Regions from separate parts of the Mus musculus genome. Here region 1 is linked to region 2. The links are chromatin contacts, called in public promoter capture Hi-C maps. All regions are on one chromosome and are shown on one strand. The core of a region is the stretch at or near the end of the contact, and the rest is flanking DNA. Distances in the headings are between cores, read along the strand shown. Region 1 overlaps Arfip1 (ADP-ribosylation factor interacting protein 1). Region 2 holds the start of Fbxw7 (F-box and WD-40 domain protein 7).

Region 1 (5,722 bases), core at 2,338-4,837, 250 kb after region 2:
ATTCCTCTGTTGAGGGACATCTGGATTGTTTCCACCTTCTGGCTATTATAAATACGGTTGCTATGAACATAGTGGAGCCTGTGTCCTTGTTATATGTTGGAGCATCTTCTGGGTATATTCCCAGGAGTGGTATAGCTGTGTCCTCAGGTAGTACTATGTCCAATTTTCTGAGGAACTGATTTCCAGAGTGGTTGTACAAGCTTGCAATCCCACCAACAATGGAGGAGTGTTCCTTTTTCTCCACATCCTCGCCAGCATCTGCTGTCACCTGAATTTTTGATCTTAGCCATTCTGACTGGTGTGAGGTGGAATATCAGTGTTGTTTTGATTTGCATTTCCCTGATGACTAAGGATGTTGAACATTTCTTTAGGTACTTATTGGCCATTCGAGTTTCCTCAGTTGAGACTTCTCTGTTTAGCTCTGTTCCCCAATTTTTAATAGGGTTATTTGATTTTCTGGAGTCTAACTTCTTGAGTTCTTTGTATGTATTCAAGTCTTATGTGTATTATTCATATGAATTTTGCGTTAGATTCCATAATATACTTTCTTCACTAAAAGAAGAATTTACATTTATATTCAATATGATATTACCATGTATGTCTTGTTTATGTCTTCCTTGCAATGTCTGCTTTTCTTCAGCTTACCTTCAGAGCTCCTGTAGTATATGGCATGTTAGTTTGAAAAACTCTGATATCTGTTCAGTAGCTCTCATCTCATAGATGTTTAATATTAAGCTTTGGAATCTTTAGACTCAGTGGTTCATAGAGACTATGACTACTGGGATTTTGTTTTTTTTCAATGTTGTCCGGAGTCTTTTGATTCTTATTTTGGGAGAACCAGGCAAATCTACTACATGTTGCTCTATTTTCCCTGAGTTCTAAAAAGACCCTGACTGCATTTAAATTTTGTAGGACACAGAATTCCCCTTATTAAATTCTCCCACATTAAAATTTTTATTTGACTTTCCTCTGAATATGTTACTTTCTTCAGTTTGTAGAAATCAAGTGATTTTTATTTAGTAAAAGCTAATGAATCTCAAGTCATTGTAATTGACTTATAAACTTGAAATATATGTGTATATGTGTGTGTGTGTATATATATATATATACACACACACACACACACAAAATGAATATATATATATTCATTTTGCAACTGTTAAAGAACCTAAAATTAGAACAAGGGCTTTAAATAATAAGCATTTCTAAGCAGAAGTGGAGAAGTTGCCTTGAGCTAGAAGGGAAAATTTTTTCCCCTGAGATGGGACTGGAAGGAAAAGGCCTACAGATGGAAAGTGAAAGACAGCTCAGGCACTCATTTATTTATATATATTACTGGTAATTAGTAGTTTATTAACTAATGAATACCTCTACCTGGTTATAGAGAATAAGCCTGAGATATAATGTAAGATATTTGGCCTATGATATAACTGGCCTATGAGGGCCTGAAAATTATTGGTAATTTGTAGTAGTAATTTGTTACTCTGTTTGAAAGACAGTATTAAAAAATGGCTAAATTTAGCCAGGCAATGGCATGCCTTAATTCTAGCACTCAGAAGGCAGAGGCAGGCAGATCTCTCAGATTGAGGCCAGCCTGGTCTACAGAGTGAGTTCGGGGACAGCCAGGGCTACACAGAGAAAAACTTATCAGGAAAAAACAAAAAGAAAGAAAAGAAAAAAGAGTTACCCTTCTATAAAGTTCAGAAAAGGTGTATCTTTTTTTGTGAGAGTGGGTAGGCTTTACTTCATGGCCTTGCTAATTCAGAGCACTACAGACTACCACTTGAGATATGCCTCTAGCAGAAAATGGATGGCTTAGTGTGGGGGCGGGGGGGAGGGAGAGGGAGAGACAGACAGACAGGCACTCATTAGCCTTAAACTGGTAAGGTTTGAGGCTTAAATAATCATCCTGCCTGTCATGTGTATGTATATATGTATATGTCTGCAGACACAGACACACACACAGCACAAATTACAAGTCCCTAACTTTTTTTGTTTTGCAAGATAAGTTTCTCTGTTTTGCCCTCGCTTTCCTAGAACTTGCTATGGAGACCAGGCTTGCCTTGAACTCAGCGATCTGCCTAATTCTGCCTATTGATTCCTGGTATTAAAGGCCTGCACCACTATGCCTGTCTCATTAACTTTATTATTTTTTTTTAAAGTGTGTGCATGTGTGTGCTTGTGTGTGTGTGTGTGTGTGTGTGTCTGGGTCTGAGTCTACAGAGGTCAGAGGTGCTAAGTTCCTCTGGAACAGGGTTACAGGTGGTTGTGAGCGACCTGAAATGGGTGCTGGAAACCAAACTTAGGTCCTCTACAAGAGCAGTGTGTGCTCTTAACAGCTGAGCCATCTCTCCATCCCCACGAACATGGCTTTTTAGGTCTCATGCCCACATATGTGTATTAGTCATCTAAGTTACGGATAAACATAACTTTAAAAAATAAGCATGGAATAGAATGGGACAGGTAAAATTGCATGGATTTAATATCTCTGCAATTCTCAGATATGTTGTAGCCTCTGTCTGCCTTGATCATTTATTTAGTTGTCTCATAGTTTCCTAATTGCTACTGTTTGATCTTGGAGACAGTTACTCCCTTCTCACCAGAGAGAAGATAAGAGAAATGAGGGCCTGAGCTGTCTTTCACTTTCCATCTGTAGGCCTTTTCTTTCCAGTCCGATCTCAGCGGAAGAAATTTCCCCTTCTAGCTCAAGGCAACTTCTCCACTTCTGCTTAGAAATGCTTATTATTTAAAGCCCTTGTTCTAATTTTAGGTTCTTTAACAGTTGTAAAATGAATTTCTTATATTGCTCACCCTGTTCCCCTTATTGCTAATGTCTTACATAACTGTAATTATCAAGAGCAAATAATCAACATTAGTATAACATTATTGATAAGCTACCCTTGTTGAAATTAGCCTAAATTTTTAACTACTATTTTTCAATTATAGGATCCTGTCTAGGAAGGAACCTGCACTGAATTTAGTTCCGGTTCCATACTTTTCTCCTCTTCCTTTCCCCTTTCCCCTTTCCCCTTTCCTTTCCTTTTTGAGGTAGGGTCTCAATATATAGCTCTAACTGTCCTGAAACTCACTTAGTAGATCAGGCTGGTCTCAAACTCACTGAGATGTCCCTACCTCTGCCTCCCGAATGCTGTGATTAATGGTGTGTGCCACTATGTCCAGCTTCCATAGTCTTTTCTACTCTGTAAATTTCCTTTGTTTGTCATGAAAATTATACTTTTTGACAAGTATAATCAGATAGTTTATAGACTGTGCCTTAGTGACTGTTCTATTGCTATGAAGAGACACTGTGACAAAGGCATCTATTCATCCATCTATAAATAAAAGAAAGCATTAATTGTGGCCTTGCTTCAGCTTCACAGGGAGGTCATTATCATCACGGGGGCGGGGGGCATGGCAGCACTCAGGTGGATAGGGTGCTGGAGAGGTAGCTCGGAGTTCTGTGGGGGGAGAGAACATGCTCAGGCGCACACATGCTCATGTGTGTGCATGCATACTGGGTCTGGCATGGGCCTTTGAAACCCAAACCCAGTGAAACACTTCCTCCAACAAGGCCACACCTCCCAAGTCTTCTCCAATAGTGCAGCTCCCTGATGACTAGACATTCAAATCTATGAGCCTCTGGAGGCTCTTCATAGTCACGTCACCCCAGACGGTCTCTTCATTTGTGTTTATTTTGCTTTCATGATTAGTTCAGGCCCACACATTTTTAGCAAGAATACCACGAAAACAATATATCTCATTTGTCATAGTTCCTTGGTCTCTTTGAGTTTGAATGCTGAATTTTTCCACTCTGAAGTTACTGTTTTTTTTTTTTTCTTTTAGTTGGTAAGTATATTGTGGGAAAATCTGGAAAACCAACCTTGATCCATTTTTTCTCAAAAATTGGCCTTCTAATTTTAGCATCTATCAAGTGGGTGTGGTCTGCAATGTTTGTGGTGTTAACCTGATGATCCTGTTTCCCGTTCTCTTTCTCAATCTGCGACCCCCTTTGAAGATAAAAGTCTCACTGTGTATCCCAGAAACTCAAGATGTAGCCAAAACTGGCCTCAGACTTGAGGAACTGGTGCCTCCGCCCGCCAGTTGTATCATTGGATGGATGGTGTATGAGCACAGTTGGGTGCCAGCTTGCTGTGCATTCTCAGAACCCCCAGAGGAGGCTTTCAGAGCTCTGCTCACCCACTCTCCACTTCATCCCTTTGCGACTGATTCCTACTTATTGAGCTTGAAGCTGGCCTGGAGGCCAGGACGCTTCAGCAATCCTTGCCTCCCCAACGCAACATGACCATGCCCAGCTTTTTATGTGGGTGCTGGGGTTGGACCTCAGGTTTGCACAGCAAGGCTTTAAACCCATTGTGCCATCTCACCATCTGCTTCCGTTCGTATTTTCAGTTCCGAGGGTCTTTTCCCCATTTACTTATTTATTTGCGAATGTTGTTAAGGGCTGGCTCCTGTTAGTCTGTTTCCTTAAATGCTGTTTTGTTGCTGTTACTCAATTTAAGCCAACTTTAGCAACTAGTGGCTCCTTCAGCTCACACCTGTTTTCTTTGGATGTGTTCCCATTCTTTTTGGAAATTTTCCTTATTTTTCTGACTAGATGATATTGTAGTCTCTTCTGTTTTTCTTGACTCATCCTTAGAGTGAAATGTTTGTCCCCGAATCTTTATTCTTTTCATTGGAGAATGCTGTTTAGAGACCAAGACTTAGGGCGCAAGTATACTTAGTCTTTCTAGACTCCTCAGTACAGAGAGAACCTAACGCCCGTATATGCAGACATATTAAAAGTTTGATTCCAGGTCAACCTCACAGGGTTTGTGTTAGCATTTTCCTCTCTTATAACTTCCCTGTGACAGTTTGAAATGAAGTTCCCAATATCTATATTTTCTTGTATTCCTTTTTTCCTTTTACACAGATTTTCATTTAACCTTTAGGTAGCCTCCTGCTGTGCACAGCTGAGTCTGATCTTGAAGTGCTGCCCCTCCTGCTTCTCCCACGTGTGGGGTACACATTTGCTTCGTGACCATCTGTCCACTCCATTTGATTTTCTTTTCTTCTCTGCTTGCTTAGTTATCTGTCTACTACACAGATTGACTTCTTAGTATTTCTGTTTTTCAGTTTCTACTCACCCTGTTAGTTATAGTTTTCATTAAAATTATTTTCAAGGGTATGTGAGCATTATTATGACTCTAAGAGTCAGAGTTAGTTTTAAAACTGTAGCTAGAGGTGTCAGTACCTCACCATCCTCCCAACTCCTCATGCCACCATTTTCTCACTGCCCCTGTAGAGGAACCATCTACCTTGTTTCCGAGTTATGCTTCCTGCCCAGTTTCTTATGTTCCTTCTTAGATAGAGGTAGCAAAATGAGCTTGTCAGACTTTTTTTTCAGTGAGCAGTTTCAAGGTTTCAGACATGTCCAACCTATGGCTTGTGAGCTACATGGGCCACGGGTAGCTATAAATGTGGCTCAGCACAAAACTGTAAACTTAGGACATCATGACACTTTTTTTCTAAACTTAGCTATAAGGTTCTTGAGCATGAAGCTTGTGAATGGCAACACTTCACAGTGTCAAAAGTTGAACTTGCCTGGTTTAGATGTAGTTTAGTCACTTTTGTATGTATAGACATAGATGATTTCCAGTGTTTTATGGTCGTAAAGAATGCTACAGTGTGCATTTACACATTGCTTATTTTATTACTATTTAGT
Region 2 (6,109 bases), core at 972-3,471:
CTGTGGTTCTGGGCATTAGACAGACTCCACGTCCTTAGACTTGCAACAAGCAGCTTTACCCACAGAGCCTTCCCACCAGTTCAACCTTTCCTAAAGTTTTGTGCAATTTGTAGTTGGTTGTCTCTGTCACCCTCAAAAGACTGAAAATAGCAAATGTCTTGTTATTACTACATTCAGTAAAGTACTTCCATAATTTAAAACCAATTTACACACAAAGCAGGTCCTCTGATTAGATGCAGTACAAACTCAAAGTACCACTCTCCTCCTTTCCAAGAAGCAAACTATTAAAGTCTAAGTTTCTCAAATATCATCTTTTTCAAAACTGGAATATATGACTTTATCAGGGTAGCAAAGTAAGGTTAGCAGATCCAAAAACACGTTTTATTCTAAATCTAAAGTTAAATTTACCATTCAATATTTTCATACTAATTCCCACTTAAGCAAAATTTAAAGTGTCTCATGAAATCATATGAAGAACAAAGTATCTAACAAAAAAAAAAAAAAAAAAAAAAGGCTAGGAGATCCAAAAAGAGGGCAAAGTTATCCAAAGAAATGAGGGTTGGGGGAGGGAGCTACTCAAAAAAGCTGTGACGTGGCTGGCAGTCAGGGCACATACCTTTTAATCCCAGTCAGCACTCAGGAGGCAGAGGCAGGTGCATATCTGTGAACACTAGGCCAGCCTGATATACAGAGATAGTTCCAGGACAGCCAAGGTAACATAGAAAAACAGTCTTGAAGAAAAGAAAAGTTGGGACAGATGATAGTAGAGATTAAACAAAATCTATAAAAGCAAGGTAAGGTAAATTCACAGTGTTTTAGCATTCCTCAAACAAACTGTATCCTGAAAGATTGAGAAGGCTGGTCAAAGAGAAATACATTGCTATATAATGCAGAATGATAAACTTGGAGGTTCATTATTTAAAAAGAGGAGGGGAGAACAGGTCCCAAACATGAAATGTGAAAAACTTTCAAACAAATTTAATCATGACCCTCAATGGAGAAATTAAGATGGATGGATGGGTAGATAAATTGATACTCCCAAGTTTCTAGTCATTTCTACAGAGCATCTTTATTCTGCCCACATTTAGCTGTCTGGATAGACCAGAATTCCAGTCTTAAACTACTACCTATGTTCCTTGCTACATGAAATCCTACAGTACGTTAAGCCTTAGGATGGTCAGCTTAACCTACATATGTGAGCATTACTTTTCTATACCTCTAATTTAACACTCAGAGTGCTAAATGTTTTCCTAAAAGAGTATAAAGTCTCAAGGTCGACAAGTAGAGCCAAATAAAAACAGCTGCATGCATGCCCTTCCAGTCCCTAGTAGAAACCTAGTAAAAATGTGCTACCACTTAAAACATATTACTCCCTCTCTCCCTCAACACAGAGAGAGAGAGAGAGAGAGAGAGAGAGAGAGAGAGAGCGCTGCAGCAACTTTTACGAAATGGTAATTTATTAAGTGCTCTCCCTGAAATAAGTTTCAGTGGGTTGTGCATCTTAGGAACTCGGATTTTCCTGAGCCAACTGAAACATGCAAGCACCCTACACATCGGACTCTGTAGACCTGGGAAATAAAGCGTTGGGGGCACCAAACTCCCCTATGCACTAAAATGAAATCTGGTCTTCCCATCCAAGGCAACTTCAAAAACAATAGTTAGGAAAGGAAAAAAAAAAATTAAGGGTTGATTCAAGTGATTCCCACGTGGGAATCCATGGGAGTTTCCCTGAAACAAAAACCACTGCCAGAATAAGGTTGCCAGGAAAAGGCATGGGACAGAGCTGGCCATAGGCTTTCTCAGTTTAGTGTCCAAAAAGGTGCAAGTGTCCACTCTGGAGACACAGCTGCTCTAAGAAAAAACTCCGAGTACTTGCATTACTCCTGCAAACTGACACTTTCTCCTATTGGTAGAAAGGAAAGGTTTCCACTGCCAACCCTCCCGAGGAACAGCCGAACTCCAGCATCAAAGCACCCACCCGCTCCCACTTGTCACCTTATAATGTCCCCCTCCCCCGGGTCCACTCACGCTTCAGAGTCGAGCGGTGGCGCTGACAATGTGGCTGGCTCCCTTCCTCCTTCGGGCTGAGGCGGGCAGCTGCGGAAGGCTGGCTAGGCGCGGAACTGAGGAAGAAGCGGTGCTAGCGTCGCTCCACCAAGCAGCTACCCGGGTCTCTTCCGCGCTGCTGGGATAGAGGCGGCGGTGGCGGCCCCGCTCGCTCACCGCTTTTTCTCTTCCTGGGTCCCTGCAGACTGTGGTGGCTTCAGCCCGTCCTGGGCCACTTGTCCCGGGACAGTCACGATCAGAAAGCTCGAAGATTTTGTTTGGGTAAAGTTTCCTCTGGGCGGAGGCTGCAGCCGGCCCCCCAGGTTCCCCCCCGGCCCCACCGCCCTGGGGGGCTGGGGCGGGGAGGGGGCGCCGAGAACTCCTGGAGTCCCGCCGAGGAGCCGGGGTGCGGCGGCAGGCCCAAAGAGAAGCCCCCCCAGAGGGGGTGGAGGGGAGGGGAGGGGAAGGAGAGGACAGCGGCGCCGGGGCCGCTCACCACGCCGCCGCGGCCGTTTCACATCGGGGTCCCCGCCCCCCCGGCCCGGAGGTGGCTCCTGGGCTGGGGGCCGGGGTTCATACACTCCGCTATGGGATGCTACGGCCCCGGGCGGCTGGTGTGGACAGCGGCAAGGCTGGGGACCCGGCGGGCTCGGATCGGCGCCGCCCCCGCTCCCGGCTCCCGCATGTGTCGCGGCGGCCGGGACCCCCTCCCTACACCTCGGGGGGTCCTTCGTCCCACAGTCCGGGACGAGGCAGAAAGCCCAGCCCCTCGCGGGCGTCCTCTCCCGGCTGAGCAGCTACGAGTCCCGACCCGCGGCAGCCGCCTCCCTGCCCCCCGGCCGCGGGCTCCGGCTCGGGCTCGGGCTCGGGCTCCGGCTCCGGCTCCGGCTGGGGCTCCGGCTTCGGCGTGTGCAGCAGCCGCTGCCGGCCGGGAATGTAAGGGGGGGAGCCGACGGCGGCCGCGGCTCCCGATGGCCCGGGCTGCGGCAAAGGTCTTGGCGGCGGCCAGTGCACGGATGCCGGGTCTCTCGGATGCTCGCTCACTCACTCGCTCTCACGCTCTCCCCGGCGGCGGCGGCAGCGCCCGAAGCTCAGCTTCTGTCTCTCTCTCGCTCTGTGCGGGGCTCTCGCCTCACTCCACAGAGGGGCGGGAGGAGAGTGGCGCCCAGCGATGACGTAAGTCGCCTAGCAACCGCTCTCCTCCCCCTCCCTTCCCCTTCCTCTCTGCGCCTTCCTCTCCGGGCCTCTTCTCCCCATCTCCAGCCACCCCGCCCTGGGAGGCTGCGGCGCGTTCTGATGACGCACCAAGGGAAGAGGAAGTCGCGATCTGCGAGCGGGTGGGTGCGCCTCGGGCCGCGGGACTGCTGCTGCTGCTGCTGCTGCTGCTGCTACCGCCGCCGCTGCCGCCGCCGCCTCTACGGCCGCGTCAGAACTGAAGAGAGGAAGGGGAGGAGCCCAGGCGAGCCTAAGCTACCGCCTGATCTTACCCCTGACCCTAGGGCGGCGCGGAGAGGGAGCTCTGTCGCCGTTCCCTCCGGGGCAGGTGCGGACTGCTCCTCTGGGAATGAGGAGGCCCGGGATCGGGCTAGGGCGCGCAACACCCGAAGGTGAGGCTTTTGGCCCGGAGCAGATCCTGGAACCGAGAGACGGCTGGAAAAGTTAACCTACAGCCAGTGGCTGCACCTGCTCCCGGGAGCGAACGTCCCACCCTTCCCTTGGCGTGGGGTGAAACCTTGCGCCGCATTGTGTGTAGTAGTGCACTACGAAGGTTTGATGAGTGAATGAATGAATTAATGCCTCTAGCACAGCAATAGCGGGACTCAGAGGTGATAGTGGAAGCGCACGCGTTTTGTAAGTTGAAGCGTAGAAACAAGTTGTACTACATCTCCCTCCTCACCCCCACCCGCCCCCTGCCACGAAAGAAAAAGGATGCCGTTTCTTCAGAGTCGCAACTTCAGAGTTTTGTGGGAAAGGAGGCGAATTGGCAGGACTGGGGAACAGGGCTGAAAGAGAATCAACATCTAGGATATTATTTAGGGGATTTCTATGTTTTCAAGGGGCGAATGTAGTCGAGCCCCCTTTTAAAAGTAATTCTTGCTTGTTTGGATTTTTTGGAGCTTTTTAGATTTTGTCAACAGAGTGCCCCTTAACCATCTTCAAAAGAGTTTGGCGCCTCTCAGGTCTTTCTTCAAAGCGCTCTCGCGCGCTCTCTCTCTCTCTCTCTCTCTCTCTCTCTCTCTCTCTCGTGTGTGTGTGTGTGTGTGTGTGTGTGTGTGTGTGTGTGTGTTGTGGGGAGTATGTTATTAATAAATCTATTGGGCCGTTTGTCCTACAGATTCTGGGCTAGGAAATGTTTAAGGAAAAACTCATGAAATGTAAGCTGTGGTTCTCTAATAAAAGAATTTTCGAGATAAAAGAACTACAGCGCTCAGAAATCTGTTACGAACTTACTTGCCCTCCTTAGTGGTGTGACAGTGAGATTAAAGCAGCAGCAAAGATGAAGGGAAACAGTTGTGTGGCTGGACCCCGTCCCTCTGGAAGCTACAGCGATGGCTATCATAAGTGCTTCGGGTCTCTCCACCCTTCTTGGGAGATTGGACCAAACATGCTCTGTCCGCATTTAAGAAGCAAGCCCAGGTTTATGCCACGGCTGCTACCACTTCGTGCAAAGTAGATCAAGAAAATGCCTATGTTGATAAATCAAGGGTTCATTTTTGTTCAAAGGCTACAAAAACAAGAGTGAGTGAAGGGAAGAGGAGGATGCCACAAAAGCAAGGAGAGACAAGTTGCACCAGGTCCTTCTGAAATCCCAGGAGTCATATAACTTGCCCTAAGTACCCTGGGTTTGACTGTCTACAGACAAGATCCATTCACAGGCTGTATTCAATAAGATTCACAGGGAATCAGATCAATTAATAAACAGTAGGCCAGCATGGCTCCAACCTAATCCTTTTGTTGAACTCTCTTCCTTACAGTAGGAAGTAAAGAAATAAAATACAGGTGTATAGGGGTTTGGGAAGCTGAGCACCTCAGAGTCAGAGCTGTGCAGCCAAGGATGCTTTCGGAGGAGTGCACCATGCAGAGTGTCAGATCATCGCTGAGGGTCAGAGTGGCACTCACAAGAGCCCTGAGCAGCCTGCTCAGGAATTAAACTTACTGAGTAAGGTCATTCACGTCCCTGTCCTGCCTGGTAACAGGAGCAAGCAGCTGTTCTACAACTGGCTGCTGGAGAGGACAAAATTCCTACCTCTCCAGTTTGTTCTATATCCTTTCAGATCCTTGTGTTGTCTGTGAATCTAGAGGAGAGATATATCCGTTTAATCATATTTCTGAAAAGTAAGTCAGAAAAACTTATTTCAGGTAACCCAGTTCTTCTCCTGACTCACCAGTTTATCACCAAGATCTGTATACTGTGTTAAAGTGGGACAAAGGGATCTCTGTGTAAGGTTTATAACTTTTCCCTTGAAAGGGAGCTTGACGGACAGTGTTGGTGCATGCCTTTAATCCCAGCACTCGGAAGGCAGAGGCAGGCGGATTTCTGAGTTCGAGGCCAGCCTGGTCTACAGAGTGAGTTCCAGGACAACCAGAGCTACACAGAGAAACCCTGTGTCAAAAAAAAAAAAAAAAGGAAAAAGAAAGGGAGCTTGTTTGAGAAACTACTCAATGTTTTATTATCCCACATCACTGGTTTCTACTGTCAAACTATATAACAGATTAACAGGCAAAATTTCTAAAAACACACTATAGCATATCAGTTCATTTTAAGCATTATTGTGAAATATACTTTAAACATGTAAGACAATTGTGTGGTGTAATTATCAAAGAAACTACCATGTAAGCAGTCAAACAGGCCAATAAATGGAGTTTGCTAATCCTCCAAAGCCCTGTAATGGCCTTCCTAAACAAGTCTCCCTTCTGGGAGAGTGGACATTCCCTGGCATTTGTGGTACTCGTTTCCTTGCGTCCGTCATTGTTCTGTCACAGGTGTTCCTCCCTAAGCAGTACATTGTTTAGTTTTTCCCTTTCTTGTGAATGTTCTATAGAGGGAATGATAATGTGTAAT

Evidence for each region. Promoter capture Hi-C pulls out the DNA fragments that hold promoters and counts their contacts.
Region 1: a contact with region 2 is called in a promoter capture Hi-C map of macrophages, with 5 read pairs. The contact joins the enhancer-like site here to the promoter of Fbxw7 in region 2. A contact is called at or near these places in 3 of 39 promoter capture datasets (embryonic stem cells, macrophages and neutrophils), 1 of 484 Hi-C or Micro-C datasets (CD4 T cells), 4 of 115 datasets of contacts at active chromatin or transcription factors (bone marrow-derived macrophages, embryonic stem cells, microglia and 1 more) and 3 of 9 other capture datasets (adipose tissue, liver and macrophages).

The regions. Positions count from the first base shown.
Region 1 is chr3:84,567,591-84,573,312 of GRCm38.p6, reverse strand. The region is part of intron 1 of Arfip1 (ADP-ribosylation factor interacting protein 1); the gene reads left to right. Among named protein-coding and RNA genes, the nearest start is that of Gm35410, 12 kb to the left of the region's middle. Within about 2 kb of position 3,587, at least 29 of the 459 cell types and tissues checked have an H3K27ac peak or open chromatin away from gene starts, as enhancers often do. A contact at or near this core is called in bone marrow-derived macrophages, macrophages and microglia, where this site is marked.
Region 2 is chr3:84,811,689-84,817,797 of GRCm38.p6, reverse strand. It overlaps Fbxw7 (F-box and WD-40 domain protein 7), which reads right to left and starts at 2,221. Exons shown (of 14, transcript NM_001177773.1): 1 at 2,029-2,221. It overlaps Gm35486 (predicted gene, 35486), which reads left to right and starts at 3,365. Exons shown (of 1, transcript NR_165832.1): 1 at 3,365-6,109.